3 separate regions of the Zea mays genome follow, and regions 2 and 3 are each linked to region 1. The links are chromatin contacts, called in public Hi-C maps. All regions are on one chromosome and are shown on one strand. Each heading gives the region's core, a stretch centred on a gene start, on an enhancer-like site or on the middle of the called end of the contact. The rest is flanking DNA. Distances are from core to core; before and after follow the strand shown.

Evidence for each region. A called contact is a pair of places that touch in the nucleus more often than the background predicts.
Region 2: a Hi-C map of leaf shows a contact between it and region 1, with 3 times the contacts expected there. The contact joins the enhancer-like site here to the promoter of LOC100383028 in region 1. A contact is called at or near these places in 2 of 25 Hi-C or Micro-C datasets (leaf and tassel).
Region 3: a Hi-C map of tassel shows a contact between it and region 1, with 5 times the contacts expected there. The contact joins the promoter of LOC100275919 here to the promoter of LOC100383028 in region 1. A contact is called at or near these places in 4 of 25 Hi-C or Micro-C datasets (ear, leaf and tassel).

The regions. Positions count from the first base shown.
Region 1 is chr1:42,361,956-42,366,951 of Zm-B73-REFERENCE-NAM-5.0, reverse strand. It overlaps LOC100383028 (Ankyrin repeat-containing protein), which reads right to left and starts at 2,702. Exons shown (of 3, transcript NM_001349060.1): 1 at 2,543-2,702; 2 at 1,377-1,800; 3 at 1-1,279. The coding sequence starts at 1,764. LOC100281058 (protein binding protein) reads right to left here. Exons shown (of 4, transcript NM_001153977.2): 4 at 4,556-4,996. The coding sequence ends at 4,770.
Region 2 is chr1:42,601,436-42,606,431 of Zm-B73-REFERENCE-NAM-5.0, reverse strand. No RefSeq gene overlaps it. Among protein-coding and RNA genes, the nearest start is that of LOC100275919, 25 kb to the right of the region's middle. Within about 2 kb of position 3,066, at least 10 of the 20 cell types and tissues checked have an H3K27ac peak or open chromatin away from gene starts, as enhancers often do. A contact at or near this core is called in leaf, where this site is marked.
Region 3 is chr1:42,576,423-42,581,418 of Zm-B73-REFERENCE-NAM-5.0, reverse strand. LOC100275919 reads left to right here and starts at 2,679. Exons shown (of 1, transcript XM_020547116.1): 1 at 2,679-3,244. The coding sequence starts at 2,753. The coding sequence ends at 3,040.

The DNA of each region.
Region 1 (4,996 bases), core at 1,453-3,952:
AAATCCTCGTCGACCCACTCGCCCTCCGACATGCCGGAGCAGGAGAAGGAGCGGGAGTGGGTGAGCGTGTTGCGCTTGATTGTGCGAATCCGCTTGGCCTCGATGCGGTGCGCGATCACCCAGTAGAGCATGGTGCCGATGGTGGTGACCAGGATGGTGGCGCCCATGATGGTGACGGACACGGCCAGCCAGCGCTCGGTGCGGCCCACAACGACGAACGAGAGCGCCAGGAAGGATACGCTGATGAGCACGCAGGCCACCCACATGAGCTTGTTGATCACCGCCATCATCTGCTTCTTGGCCTTGCGCTCGATGACCACGACCGACGTCTGCACCACCACCACGGCCAGCGAGATGAAGAGCGACACCGAGTCGAAGACGAAGAAGATGATGAAGGCCGTCTGGTGGGAGATGTTGGCCTCGCCCAGATCGTGCCCGGGCGCCAGGCTGCCCGGGTCCTGCACGTACTCCCCGGGCACCGTGAAGATGGCGGCGAACGCCACCGTGGCGATCAGCACGGCCACCACCGTCGTGGAGTTGATGGCGTTGTTGAGCCCTTCCTCGTGCAGCTTGTTGATGCGCTTGGCGATGCCCTGCATGCGCACGCGCGTCTGCCGCGTCTGCTCCAGCTGCGAGTGCACCTCGTGCTTGATGTCGCTCACCTGCTGCTTCAGCTCGCGCGCCTGCTTGTTGCCGCCGCCGCCGCCGCCGCAGGGGCTAATGGCGCGCGCCGACTGCACGCCGTGCTCAGCCAGGAGTTCCGCCGCGTCCGTGTTGCCCATCTTCTCCGCCGTGTCCAGCGGGGTCTCGCGGGACCGGTTGATCGCCCTGACGTCCGTGTCGGGCATCGTGACCAGCCGCCTGATGATCTCGTGCCGCGCCTTGCGCGCCGCGATGTGCAGCGCGGTGTTGCCCTTGCTGTCCGTCTGGTTGAGCAGCGCCGGCTCGGCGGCCAGGAGCGCGTCGACGAGGTCCAGCCTGGTGCCCTTGGCGGCCATGTGCAGCGCGGTCTGGCCCTTCTTGTCCGTGCGCAGCGCGATGCTGGGCTCCGCCTCCAGCAGCGCGCGCACCACCTCCACGTGGCCGTTCCGCGCCGCCGAGTGCAGCGCCGTCTTGCCGTTGCTGCGCGCGATCAGCGCCAGGCTCCCGTCCACCTCCAGCAGGAGCCTCACCACGTCCATGTGCCCCTGCGTCGCCGCCGTGTTCAGCGCCGTCGTGTTGGAGGAGTCCACCGTCATCGACAGCTGCGGCAGCGCCCGCAGCAGCTCCCTCACGACGTCTGTGCAGTGCATGATGGGTCATCGATCGAGAGGGGCAATGGCGACCATGCATGCATGCGTGCACGAGAAAGGAATGGAAAACCAATCAATCAATACCTACATCCCCTTGCTTGGCGGCGATGTGGAGCGCGTCGTAGCCGCTGCGGGCCTTGATGCCGGCGGTGGCGACGTCGTGGTACTTGATCATCTCGGCCACCAGGGCCACGTACCCGTACTCGGCGGCCACGAACAGCGGCGTCTCCCCGGCCTGGTTCTGCCTGGACAGCAGCGCCCCGAGCTCCTCGGCGTCCTTGCCGGACATCATCTGCCGCATGGACTCGAGCTGCCCGGCGCGCGCCGCCGCGTGCATCGCCGTGTCGTCGCGCTTCCCCGTCAGCTGCTTCGTCATCTTCTTGCGGCGCGTCGCCGCCTGCGCCGCCCTCGGCGAGTCCATCGCCGGCTGCGGCCTGTCCTCGCCGCTGGTTTGGTTCGTCTTCGCTTCCATCAAATCAAACTCGGGGGCACGGCGTCGCAGCAATGGCTGAAATGACAACCCACGTTACTCCATTAGCGCGTCTAGCGGCATTTTCTCCCGCCTTTTGCCTCCACTTGGCCAAATTACCTACTACATGGAGTAATTTTTTTTGCTTTTGGTTTCTCCCAAATCAGTGTAGCCCTGTCTCAAAAACAATAACTTTAGCTACCCAATCCCAGCTCAACGTGGAAATAAAATCTATGAACGGAAAAGGAGTGACGAAAAGGTCGACGAGGGGGAGGAAGTGTGAATGAATCAATTGTAAAAAGGAGGGCATGCAATGCAAGTGCGATACCCACACAAAAGCACGCCAATTTGCGTCAGAAAAACACACAAATAAATTGGGCTACTACAGATCTAGATAGCAAACTAAACGATCGCAACGACGCGGCTAAGCAACGCCCGTCGACCTCTCAATCATCGCCCCGTTCCCCTGACGACGCAAGGCAATGCGAAGCGATCACCGCGGAAAGCCGCCTCGATTCGTTCCACCTCAGACCTCCTCGGCACGAAAAGGCAGCGGGAAGCAAAAAATCAAGCAGCAATGGAACGCATGATGGGGATCCGTGATCCGCGTCCGAAATATAGAATCCGGCCGGGACGCCATGCATGCGTGCCCCCCCCCCCCCCCCCCCCCCGGCCCATCTCTCTCCGCGAACAGGAACTGGGCGGCGGCGGGCAGGGCAGGGCAGACAACGCACACATGGGTGGCTGCCGGAACCCCGCCAAAGAAAAAAAAAATACATACCGGCGTGACGAGCTCTGCGGCGCATCCTCCAGCGCGCTCCCGGCGTGCATGTGAGGCATGGGGCCCCTACTAATCCGCAGGGGGCAGAGGCGGATGATGCGAGGAAGAAGACAAGGGGCCGGGCTGGCCGATCGCCGCCGCTAAATAAATCGCAAGTTGAATGAGCAGGAATGGGATCGAAATTCTTGGTTCGTTTGTTTTTTTGCCCCCCTCTTTTGTCTGTTTTCTACTTGTTTTTTGAAGAAGGAAAAAAAAAGGATCTCTCTGTCTACTCGTTTTCTTCTGCCTAAATTAAGAAACGACCACGGAGCCGCGCGGGGGTGTCTGGTTCAGAGCTCGCTCGTGTTGAGACGAAGTTGGTGCATGATCGCTCGCTGCAGATGTTAGGTGGCGACCTGACTCTTGCTTCGATTTGTTTTACTACCTTGGTTTCTTCGGCTTCGGTCGTGCACTCGTGCTCATGCCATCGTTGCTCCTTCTTCTTCTTCTGGTATTTAATTTTGCTGCTCGTGTGCGTGCACGGTGCGCCTGTCTTTAAAATTTCTGTGGATGTCGTTTTCGTGTCCATCCCCGAGGAGGGAGCCGGTCCACGCATTCCTCTACCACGTCTTTCGATTGGGTGATGTCGGACGGAGCGGTTGTTTCGGAATATAATTTGGACGAGAGCTCAGCTCAGCTCAGCGCCGCAGAGGAGGAAAAGAAAGGTGGGCGGCGACCGTTGACGCGGCACGGGTCACGACTCACGAGTGCAGTGCAGCCTCACGCATTGACGCGGCTTCTGGCAGCTTCTGGCCAAAAAAACTGTTGCGGACTACCAAATGCTCAGATTTTCAGCCAGATTTTATAAAATTCGTTGGAGCAAAAACTATCCAAAATCAACATAAACACATAATCGGTTGAGTCGTTGTAACAGTAGGAATTCGTCGCTTTAGATCCTGAGTCCTATGAATAATTTTATCTTCCTCCACACGTAATCATAATAATATTCAGATTCTCCACACAGCCATATTCTCCACACAGAACTGAACCAAACAAAACCGATGATAGCAAACGAGATGAACGACCGAATATTATATATATTTATCGGCAATGACATGAAGTATTTGTTATTGTGTCTTTCTCTGAAGCAAAGTATTAGAAAGCCTGGGTCTGTACATGCAATATGCATAAACATACCACCACAAAAGCGTGTCCTTTTAGGTCTAGGAAGCTTTAATTTATTAATTTACAGGATCTGCATATGCGTCTTTAAATCTCCAAAGCGGAATCTCGTGCTGGTGGTGGCGCACTGAACGACCTCCATCATCATCTATCTATATCCGCCCCCGCGAGCTTACGTAGTCGCGAAGGAACGAAAGCGAGAGTACGTAGAGAGTACCATTATCGGTAACAAACTTGCAGCCACCACCTGCTACAGGCACAGCGTGGTGTTTTACCTACCTATCATCTTATTCGACCTGAGGCTTTTGTCCTGCTTAATTATGTTGATAGCAAAAACCTTCCAATGGACCAATCATGTACAATAAACGTTGACTGAGAGTAGACAAGCCAGCTGAGTCTGCCATCAGTGCCTTCAGCTCACACGGCTTTCACGCTTTGGTGTCATGCGTACGTACACCTCCTCTCTGGTGTCAGTTTCCTTCTAGATCCCCTGACGACTCTCAAGTTCCACACATGGGGTTTTCAGCCAGACGCCAAGCTCCCATCTCCCTAATCTACTTGGCCAGATGCCTCTTCCTCATTTTCCCGTCTCCATCATGCGTCCAAATTCCAAGTGCAGTCCAGCCCCAGGGTGTCCTGTCCTACAGAGAGAGAGAGAGAGCACCAAGCAACGGAATATCAGAAGGGGCAATTTTTTTCTCACCTCTCGCTCTCACGTGCTGTCTCTTCTCCATGGATGCGTCTCTGTGAGTAACGAACGGCTCATGAGTTCGACGAAGGACATGCACAAGGAGCACAGCACATGCTGCATATATATAACAACGACAATAATAGTATACTCCATACTATATAATCTGATGAGAAATCTATCTGTAGCAGTATACAACCGTCGCCTCCCGCCGATTCACGAACAAAGGGAATGGCAGTTTTTACACCCAGCTTATTGGAATGTACAAAGTCAACCAGCCCCCACTAGCATCTCAAGGGTCGTGATCCATGTCTACCTTTTCGTGCCGCTGCCAAAAGGGTCTGTCTGTCTGGAGGAACCAGCTGCACTGCGCCGGCTTCATATGGCGTAGATACGGTCGATCTCCGAGTCCGAGAACTCCGAGTTGTGCTGCCACGAGCTGGAGCCGCTCCTCCTCGTCGACTTCACCTTCTTCCTGATCTTGCGCGTGCGCTTGGACTTCACCACGTAGTACGTCATGGTGCCGAGCACGCCGGCCATGATCACCCCGCCGATCAGGGTCACCAGGAGCGCCGCCCACCTGAAGTGGCGCCCCACCACGATGT
Region 2 (4,996 bases), core at 1,817-4,316, 240 kb before region 1:
AGAGATCCTCAGGGGACTCAAGACACGCACCTACGACTGCTTGAAAAAGCATGGTGCAAATTGGGTCAGTGAGCTTCCGTCCGTGCTATGGGGGAACCGGACCACACCCAACCAAGCTACCGGAGAGACCCCGTTCTTCCTGGTCTACGGGGCCGAAGCCTCCCTTCCCCCCAGAAATCATTATGGGCTCCCCACGGGTCCAAGCTTTTGATGAGTCTATGCAGGAACGGCTACGTCATGAGGACATGGACTTCATCGACGAGCGCAGGTGGCGAGCGGCGATCCGAAATGCACGGTACAACCAAGTGCTCAGGCGCTACCACCAACGGTTCGTGCATAATATGGAGCTCAGGGTCGGGGACCTTGTCCTAAGGCGAGTACTGAACCGAGAAGGGCTCCACAAACTCTCCCCTAGCTGGGAGGGTCCCTTCAAGGTGACAGAAATATGCTGACCCGGGTGTGTCCGCTTGCCACAACTGAAGGAGAGCCTCTTCCCAATCCGTGGAACATAGAGCATTTCCGTAAGTTTTACCCATAAAAACAAACCTGGGGATTCAGTTTTCTTCCTCTATAACTAGGTTGCACATATATGTACGTCAACCCGGTGAGGTCCGCCCTCATAAACCCGGTCTGTTGGCCTACACTCATGAATATCAAGTTATAAAGAAAAGATTCACCCCTAGATTTGTTTTTGTGATGGTTTTATTCTGCTTCAATTTACGAGCATTATTTTTTTATCTAACCCACCCATACAGTTCCCACCCTTCCTGGTATAATGACGTCCGAATTGAGTAAGCCAGGCTTGCAGTTTAGGACCCCTCTACTGTGGCAGAACCTCCCAAGTTATTGGGCTCACATGCACCTGTCCTTGTCTCAAAGACCTCAAACGGCTATGCATGTGCACCAGATAACTTAACAGGATCCGTCCGATTGCCCAAGGACATCAGATAAACCACTTACAACCAGGACCGCAAGATTAAGTAACACAAATCACACACACCAACATTTTTGCAGCGGAAATCTTATTACCAAATTTTACAGATTACAAAAAATTTACATTATTTTATCGGAGTGATTAGAAAAGTATAAGTTTGAAATATATGCTAGCTCAAGTGATCATCCTCAATAAGAAGTATAGAAGAGTTACATAGACTTTTAAGAAGGCCGAGCCCACCGGCACTTAACACCATCAACAGCAGCACAAAGTTAAAACCTGAAAAACAACAGGGAATAAAACCCTGAGTATGGAATTACTCAGCAAGACTTACCCGACTAAACAAAAGACTCTCAAGGGTATGCTGGATTTGGGAATCAAGGAGAGGCTTTAGACAGAATCAACTTAGATACTTTTGCAGAAATAGCTTACTAAAGTGAGTCCTTACTTTCAATATTTTAACGCCAGATTAAATATTAATAGCCTCTGTTTGCATCTGGTCTAATTTCACCATCTCATCAATACAACATCATTTTTATTCATGAGGTTCACATCCTGACTTAGGTTGCAGGTCAGTGATCAAGTCTCCACTCTCCGGGGATATAACGACGATCCGAATCGATTTACTCAGCTGAGGATCTCTAACCACACGACATATGTAGCACTTAACCCTTGCATATGTCAACCGTTCCCACATATCCTCCACAACATGAACCGGTCCGCGCTACCCGGGAGCACAGTACTCCTCCATCCAGCCTCTAGCCAGGAGGGCACACGCTACTCCCACCATCTCCCACGCCCAGTGCGCGGTTGTCTTTTCACGTATGGAATAGCCAGGTTCAAGCTTACCCTGTCTCATTTCCAGGGCATGTGGCCAGTTAAGATAGTCCTTGATCATACAGGCCTACATACGCATCCAATCCTTAATTGACCCGGGCGGAGCATCACATCACCTGTTCCTAGCCCAAGTCGCGAGTTAAATACTTTCATCCTTAGGATTGTTTTGTGTTCCTTAGGATGAAAAGAGCATAATAGGAAACTTTGCAGTAAGATCCCACCACGCTCTCAATGAAAATATTCTTGCAGGTAGAAGCCATATTTCCTCAGGATAACCCCTGAGCTAGGCCTTAATGCAAAAGACAACCTATATCCAAAAGATCTGAGCAGAGCTAAGCATTTTTGTAAATCATAAAACCGATAGTAAAAATAGTGAATCGGCTCACCACATCACAACTCGATTTGGTAGTTTTGCCTGAACGACGACAGCCTTCAGCTTAAATCCTCGATCGAATATCTGGCGAACGTGACTGACGAGCTAAGGCTGATGGCGAAGCTTGACGACGAGATCGAATAGGGGATGGTGAGCGTGAGGATTTCGCGAGGATGAGCGACATCGTGGATTCTTGGTCCGATATTTAATCGAACACAATGGAAGTGAGGGACAGCAGGAATGACAGTATTAACCATGAGCACGATAAGGGACGTGCTGCTGCACGGCGCGAAGGCGAACGATAACAATTTACGACGACAGGAATAGAAGACTTGGTCGAGGCGGGGTCCGAGCGTCCAGAGTTTTTGTCGAGGCCGAACTTGGCAAGCTGCACGCAGGCACGCGTCGACCACGGCAAGAGAGCAGAGAAAATTGTGCGGATGGCCCGAATAGAGACGGCGAGCATGCGCGCACAAAAAGCAAAGCGCGCAGAGGAGCTTCGACGGCGGCGGCTTGGGAGCTCTACGACGAGGAGACGCAGGGGCAAGCTATGGAAAGGGATGCCGCGACAAAATCCCCGGAGCGATGCAGGGAACTCGACAGCGGCGACATGGACGAGATCCGCGCACGGCGAGATGGGCAGGACCAAGCGCGATGCAGGAAGCCAGTTGGGCGCTGCAGCAGGAGCTTGCACCAGGACGGCAAGCGACGCTGGGGGAAGGGAGCTCTGTGAGCGAAATTTCGAGTAGGGAGTTTCGGTCGGCAGAGGAAGCAGGGAGGAGATGAGAGAGGCTCTCTCGGCCAGACGCCATAGCTAGGAGCTGGGGCGAGCAGCAAACAGAGAAAGGCGTACGCAGGAGAGATGGAGGGAGCTGGGCACTGGCCAGCAGGGAGCGAGGGCGAGCGCCAGGAAGGGGATGGGCTGGAGCAGCAAGCTGCAGAGACCACGCTCGGCAGAGAGAGCACGCAGCAGGAAAAATAGGAGACGCGCTAGGGAGATAAAGACGATGACCCTTGAGCGGTGATAAAAAAAATCAGGACGCCGGAGTTGGAGACGAGCACGACGATCTGGAGAAGATGAGGCCGAGTCCTGGGGCGGCAGTGAGATAAGGCCAGATGAACGACGGCAGGGGATAACGACCAATTACATGGGATATTCAGAGGAAGAGATATTTCTAGGCAGATGTACATTAAAGAAAATCTGCAGGAGCCTGGCATGGATGAAGACTTCGTGAGCTTTACAAAGAGCCGGCGTTAAATGGATAAGTACAAAACGCAAGATATTAGTGAGAGGGTGACATAGGAAAGTTTCTAGCGTGATGTGTACGTGACTTGTTGTACCAGTGGAAGATAATATCAACAGAAGATAAGGCTATAAGCCTTGACATCACGTGTAGTCGAGAGGACAAGGGAATTATCCCTTATTTTCTTAACGAAGACATAAAGATAATTAGATAATAAAAATAGAGTGCGGTAGAGATATTTATAGGAGAATTTTTCCTTTTTCTCTCTCTCTTTTTAAAGGAAAATCGTAGATATTTTGGATCACGATTTTTTAGCGATGTATACTGGGTCGATACGCTATACGGCTACACACTTCATTCTCCGAATTTAGCGAACCAAATTATTTACCAATTACTCGCTTTCAGTTCTAGTTACACTGGTCTGATTGGTTTCGGACTGAAAACTATTTTCGCGAATTCTAGTTAATTGGTTCGGGATAAAAATCGGAAGACTGGACTCAATTCCCAAATTCGTATTCGCGCGAGTGATGAATTTTAAATAATCACCGGACGCACCGATTTTCGGAACAACTATGTTCCGAACATCACGAAAATTTAGGAAGAGCCTGGACAGATAAAAATGAAAACGAAGTCGCACTCGTGACAGACGAAACAGATGCGATATTAAAATCGCGATAGACGAAAATGATTAAAATTTGACATCCGTTTTATCCACTAATATTACGTGCTTAAATCCATACTCGTTGTCGAGCGGAATTAAAACACCAGAGGTGTTACATCTACAAAGGCAGGGGGTCCGGCAGCCTGGGGGCCAGTTCCAGAGAATGGGTGCTCGTTCCCTAGGGTGGTCCAGAGCTGTGTAGCCGCTTAGCTTGGTTCCGTACTGTCGGTACCCTCGGTCAAGGGTACCCCCTACTACTATATCAAGGTGCAATTCCCGTACGGCTACCTCTTAACCACGTGGTAGTGGGACTGCGATTGTGACTAAGGCGCGCCTCAGCCCAACCAAGGGCGGTTGCTCAGGGCCCACAGCGGCGCCCGGCCGCACCACCTGGGAAGGTCCGAGTCCGCCGCGTGTCCATCATGATGGAATGCTCCTGGGCGTCGACAGTAAGTCCGGACCCCCATGGGAGTCCGACTAAGTTTGCGGACAGGACTCCCAAGGGAGGTCCGAGACCCCCACGTGTGCGTACTGGGCCCCCCAAGATGGGAACCAGACCCCTTCGCAAGGGGCCTGGGCCGCTCACGGCGGGGTCCCGGTGCACAAGGACAGAAAGTGCTTAAAGCCCTGGTCAAAGACCAGGCAGGGGTCCGGCGCTGGCACGTGTCTAGACCCCATCATGTACGCCTCAGCTCCCCGCCCAGGCGGAGACCCGATGCTGCCACGTGGCCCTCTGCCCGTGACGTAAGCCAGCGGGTGGAGCCTGACGTAGGGTCTACGTGCCGCGGGCCGCGCCACGCGTCGCATGCTACGCTATCTCGGTATTTAATGTGGAGGATGCCTGCCACCTGACAGATATGCCGTCTCAGCATTTAATACACCCCGTCCACTCTGCTGGCAGGCGATGTGACTACTTGGCATTTAATGCATTCTCTCTCTACCCCTCT
Region 3 (4,996 bases), core at 1,430-3,929, 210 kb before region 1:
ATCATTTAGGAAAAGGTTTGAGCCTATTTCCCTTTCAGTGGGCCCGAGGGCCACTGTCGGTACCCTAAAACAGGGGTACCCTCTACTGCTGCATAAAAGCACTGTACCCACGCGGCTATCTGTAGTCGCGTGGTAAAAGGGATGTACGTAGGACCAGGCCATGGCTCGCCCAAGCGTCCGACGACTACTCTGGGCCAGCAACAGCACCGACCCCACCACTTGGGCAGGTCCGGTATCGCCACGTGTCCAGAGAGCTGCACACTCTGGGGCATCACCAGCGGGCCCAGACCCCCATGCGGAGGTGCCAGACGCCTTTATATATAGACCAGGCCTCCGGCTAAGGTCCAGGACCCCCACGGGCGCAAACTGGACCCCTCTGTGTGGGGTCCGGGCCGCTCACAGCAGGGTCCGGGGATTCTAGGACAGAGAATACCCATGCCTTAATCAAGGCCAGGCGGGGGTCCGGAGCCGACACGTGTCCGGACCTTATCGTATACGCTTCTACTCCCCGCCCAGGCGGAGACCCGATGCTGCCACGTGGCCTACTGCGCGTGGCGTAAGCCAACGGGCGGAGCCTGACGTAAGGCCTCCGGGCTACGCGACCTCTGCATTTATTGAGGGTAAGGCGCGCCGCCCGTCCATTCCACTGGCAGGCGGTGTGCCGCCTCTGCATTTAATGAGACCTGTCCATTCCGCTGGCAGGCGGCGACCTGTCCATTCCGCAGGCGGCGTGCCTATCCATTCCACTGGCAGGCAGCACTCCCATACTGCCGCGTGCACTACGCTCATCATTACTCGCACGTTGCCAAGGAAGCAGCCGTCGCATATCAATACTGCGTGGACTGTGGACATCATGGTGCCCGGAGATTGCTCAGGCGATACTTGCATTAGTTACTTCTATAATGTATTCCTTCCATTATGCTCCTGGGCCCGCATGTCGGGGCTCAGCATCCTTGTATGTGCCTCCCTTGAGCTATAAAAGGGAAGGCACACAACGTTACAAGGGAGACCGAACTCAAGCTCACACGCTCACTAGCTCTCAGACTCTCATACGCAATACAACATACATAGTGGAGGTAGAGTTTTACGCTCTGGCGGCCTGAACCGCTGTAAACTCTCGTGTCCTTGTGTGTTCTTACCGTATCCACTCAACAGGCAAACCGCTAAGGCCCCCTCCTCATCCTAGGATTTAGGGCGGGTGCATTCCACCACCCGGCCGGAGATTTTTCTCTCCGACAAAGTTATATTATATAATCTAGTTGTATTATAATTCCAAAATAACACGACCTTAATTTTCATTGGATCTAGCTAGATACTCTCTCCGTCCCAAAGTATAATTCGTTTTAGACTAATAACATATTCATTAAGTAATATATGAATGTATCTTCCATATATGTTTATATTCATTATCATTTGAATAAATGTGGACAGAAAAAAACTGGGCTAGAAAAAACGATATTTTGAGATGGATGAAGTATATACATATATCACGCCATTGTACTGGATGGACATGTTGATTCTACGTTAATGTAATGAAATGATTTCAAGTTGTCCGTAGATAGTCATTGCGGTACGTAGGAACCGGTGTTTATTGCGAATATAGGTGTCGACATAACGACACCAAGTATCAAGAGTATAGAGTACCATCGAAAAGGTAGCAACAAGAGCTACTATATGTACGACCTTATACTATAAGGTATGTCTATAAAGCCATGATATTAGAGCCTTAGAAAATATATTTTTATATAGATTCGGGCTACGGTAGCCTAATACTTTAAGGAGTGATAAGAACATTACATCATGCAAAGAGAATAAAAACAGGACCACGTTGTCTTCTGTGCGATGGCCAGAATAGGGAGTAATCTGAACGGCAACGTCAGCGCGCGCGCGGCAGAGCAACTACGAACAACAGTAGTACGTACTGGCACTAGTGACACCGCCAGCCAGCCATCTGCTCTCAAGAAAGAGTGAAATTAAAGACGCAGGCAGGGGCCGATGGATGGGCTCTCGCGGCGATGCCCGCCGGGGGAATTGGTGGAGTGGATCGGCATGATGGGCGGGCGGATCGCCGAGGGAAAAGCGCGCAACGCGATAGGCCGTCCAAAGCGTCGGCATCATTGGCGGCCGGAAAGGCGCGGGTCGATGGAGGTGCGTGCGCGCGCGCAACAACCCGCATTCCCGCGGCCAAGGGGGGAGGGGGAGGCGCCGCCGCACATGTGCCCTGACGGGCCTCTGCTTCCTTGTCACGGTCGGCCGGCAACCACAGCGCTGCTGGCTGGTGGTAGTGGTACACTGGTACTGGTACCAGGAGGTTCTTGATTCCTTGACCGCATTCAGGGGGTGTTCGGTTGCTCCTGCTAAAGTTTAGTCCGGGTCACATCAAGCGTTTGACTTTTAAATAGGAGTATGAAATATAGACCCAACCAACTGGACTAGATTCGTCTCGTTTTTTAATCTTCGGCTGAGAAATTAGTTTTGTAATCCGACTACATTTAATACCCCGAACGGAGGTTCAAACATTGGATGTGATAAGGGCTAAATTTTAGTAGGGCAAACCAAACACCCCCTCAATGGCGTGGCGTGACGTGACGCGGGACCGCATTCCTTGACCGCATTCAATGGCAGGGAACCACGAAGCCGCTCTTTCTCCTAGCTTACAAGTGCGCTGTGCTATTTGCACCCTACAGATCATCCTCCAGCTTTGCTCCGCCGTCTGCTAGAAACACCAGCATTCCCAAATCCCAATCGCACGATGGCTTCAGCCGGCGCTTCCATTCCGAAGAAGGCCAGCGTTGCTGCCGTCGTCGTATTCTTCCTGCTGATCCTCGGCAAGGGGATGCCGGCGGCGGCGGGGGTGGCAAAATGCGGCTATTATTGTCGCGCCAAGTGCAGCTTGGGCTGCGAGGACAGTGCCTCGGCTTGCATCGCAGGCAACATCATGTGCAACGACTATCCTGAAACATGTCACAATTGCAAGGCCTTGGCCATCGGCGCCTGCTTCGGAGCCTGCTACAGCCGCTGCACCGACGACTGCATCTGATCGGCAGGTACTGACGGATAGATGGAAACTGTACCTCCGCACTGCACCGTGTGTGTCTGTTTACTGTACATCCGAGATCGAAATGACGTGTATTTAGTTTTTTTTAATTTATTAACCTTCAGATATGCTCTGTAAGTCACATAGGTCCTGTTTGTTTGAGATTATTGTTAGTTCAAAATAAGTTATATCATATAATTCGTTTTAGACTCAATGTAGCTTCTATATATGTCTATATTCATTATCATTTGAATGAATGTGAACAGAAAAAAAAACTGGGCTAGAAAAAACGATATTTTGAGACGGATGGAGTATATACATATATCACGCAACGCACTGGATCAGCATGTTGATTCTACGTTAATGTAATGAAATGATTTAAAGTTGTCCATGGATAGTCATTGCGGTACGTAGGAACCAATTTTTATCGCGAATATAGGTGTCGAAGTAACGACACTAAAGTATCAAGAGTATAGAGTACCAGAGAAAAGGTAGCAACAAGAGCTACTATATGTACGACCTTACACTATAAGATATGTCTATAAAGCCATGATATTAGAGCCTTAGCAAATATATTTTTATTGAGATTTGGGCTACGGTAGTGTAATACTCCTATGTTCTCACTAGTGGATGTATTTGTTTCGATGGAAAAAGTTACACAACCACAAAGAACAACTTGAGCCAAGCTCGCCCTACCTATTTTTACATGTGTTGCTTGTCCTATGCTATATATGTTTTCCTTGGAATCGAGATGTTGAACCTCGAATGGATCCCCCGAGATTGAATGTTGGACTGAGTGAACGGAATCCCCTTCAATGCTACTCATCTTCTCTCTTTTATAGCTTCAAGGAGCGATAGAGCTTACATACATGTTCTACTTATGGGCCCTACTTGTCATCGGACCAACTATGCCCAGCATCACAATCTTGTACCTATATAGCTACAGACCATATACCTTGTAGTCATGCAATACATGTCAGGTGTGCCCCATATTAATAATTCCCGTTGAGGTAACCCCCAAGGCCCTACTCAAGGTGGGGAAGGGTGCCTTAATGACGCTGGTAAGTCGTAATAGGAGCTTAGTATGGTTCTTTGTACTTTTAAAGTTTTAATACATGAAAGCACATGTGTATTACCTAGTAATGGTTATAGTGATTTTAGCAATCTCTAGTAACAAACATGATTGCTCAATCGAGTATGGTACTTACCACAACAACATGCTTGCATAGTGGTAACGAGTACAATTGTCCCCCTTAAGAGCACATCAAGGCAATGATGTGATTGTAACGTGAAGTACTACATTTAATGTGATACTTAGAAGCCTTATTTTTCTCCCCGTATGTAGCCGCTCCTTTTCTAAGGTTATCGACATACCAGCCATACCAGGTCACATGTCACTTGGTATGATGCAATTGTTAGATGGTGTACCCTTTTGTACTTAATTGTATTTCATGGTACACTTCACGTGTGCATGCATGGCTACAAAATTAATACACATAAAACATAGTGATATTGAGTTCCCTGCAGCCTAAGTCATGACAACAACACACTTTTTAGGCTTGTAGTATTGCCCACCACACATTTAATATGTTGTACTTGAGACTTATCTATTAAACTTTTGCAATGGACTTATCCCCATGCGCTTAAATATGGGGTCCCTCTCTCGGGGCCATGCTATCCCTGTTAGAACTGACACATTATGCTGTCATGAAATATGATTATACTTGATGACCCTAAGTCCTTAGCACCTTCTATGGCTTGAGCCCCAAAGGGCCTAGGTCTTGGTCGTGCTCAAAGTACGAGGCCAGGGATTATAGTGGCCCTAAGGCTAACGGAAGACCACAAGTGGCTAAGTGTTGTTAGGGCTTGAGGGATGGATTGCTTGAGCACTCGTGACCTTATTATAGTATTGCTCTACAACACAAGGGGTTATAAAGACTTAGGCTTATAACTTTTACA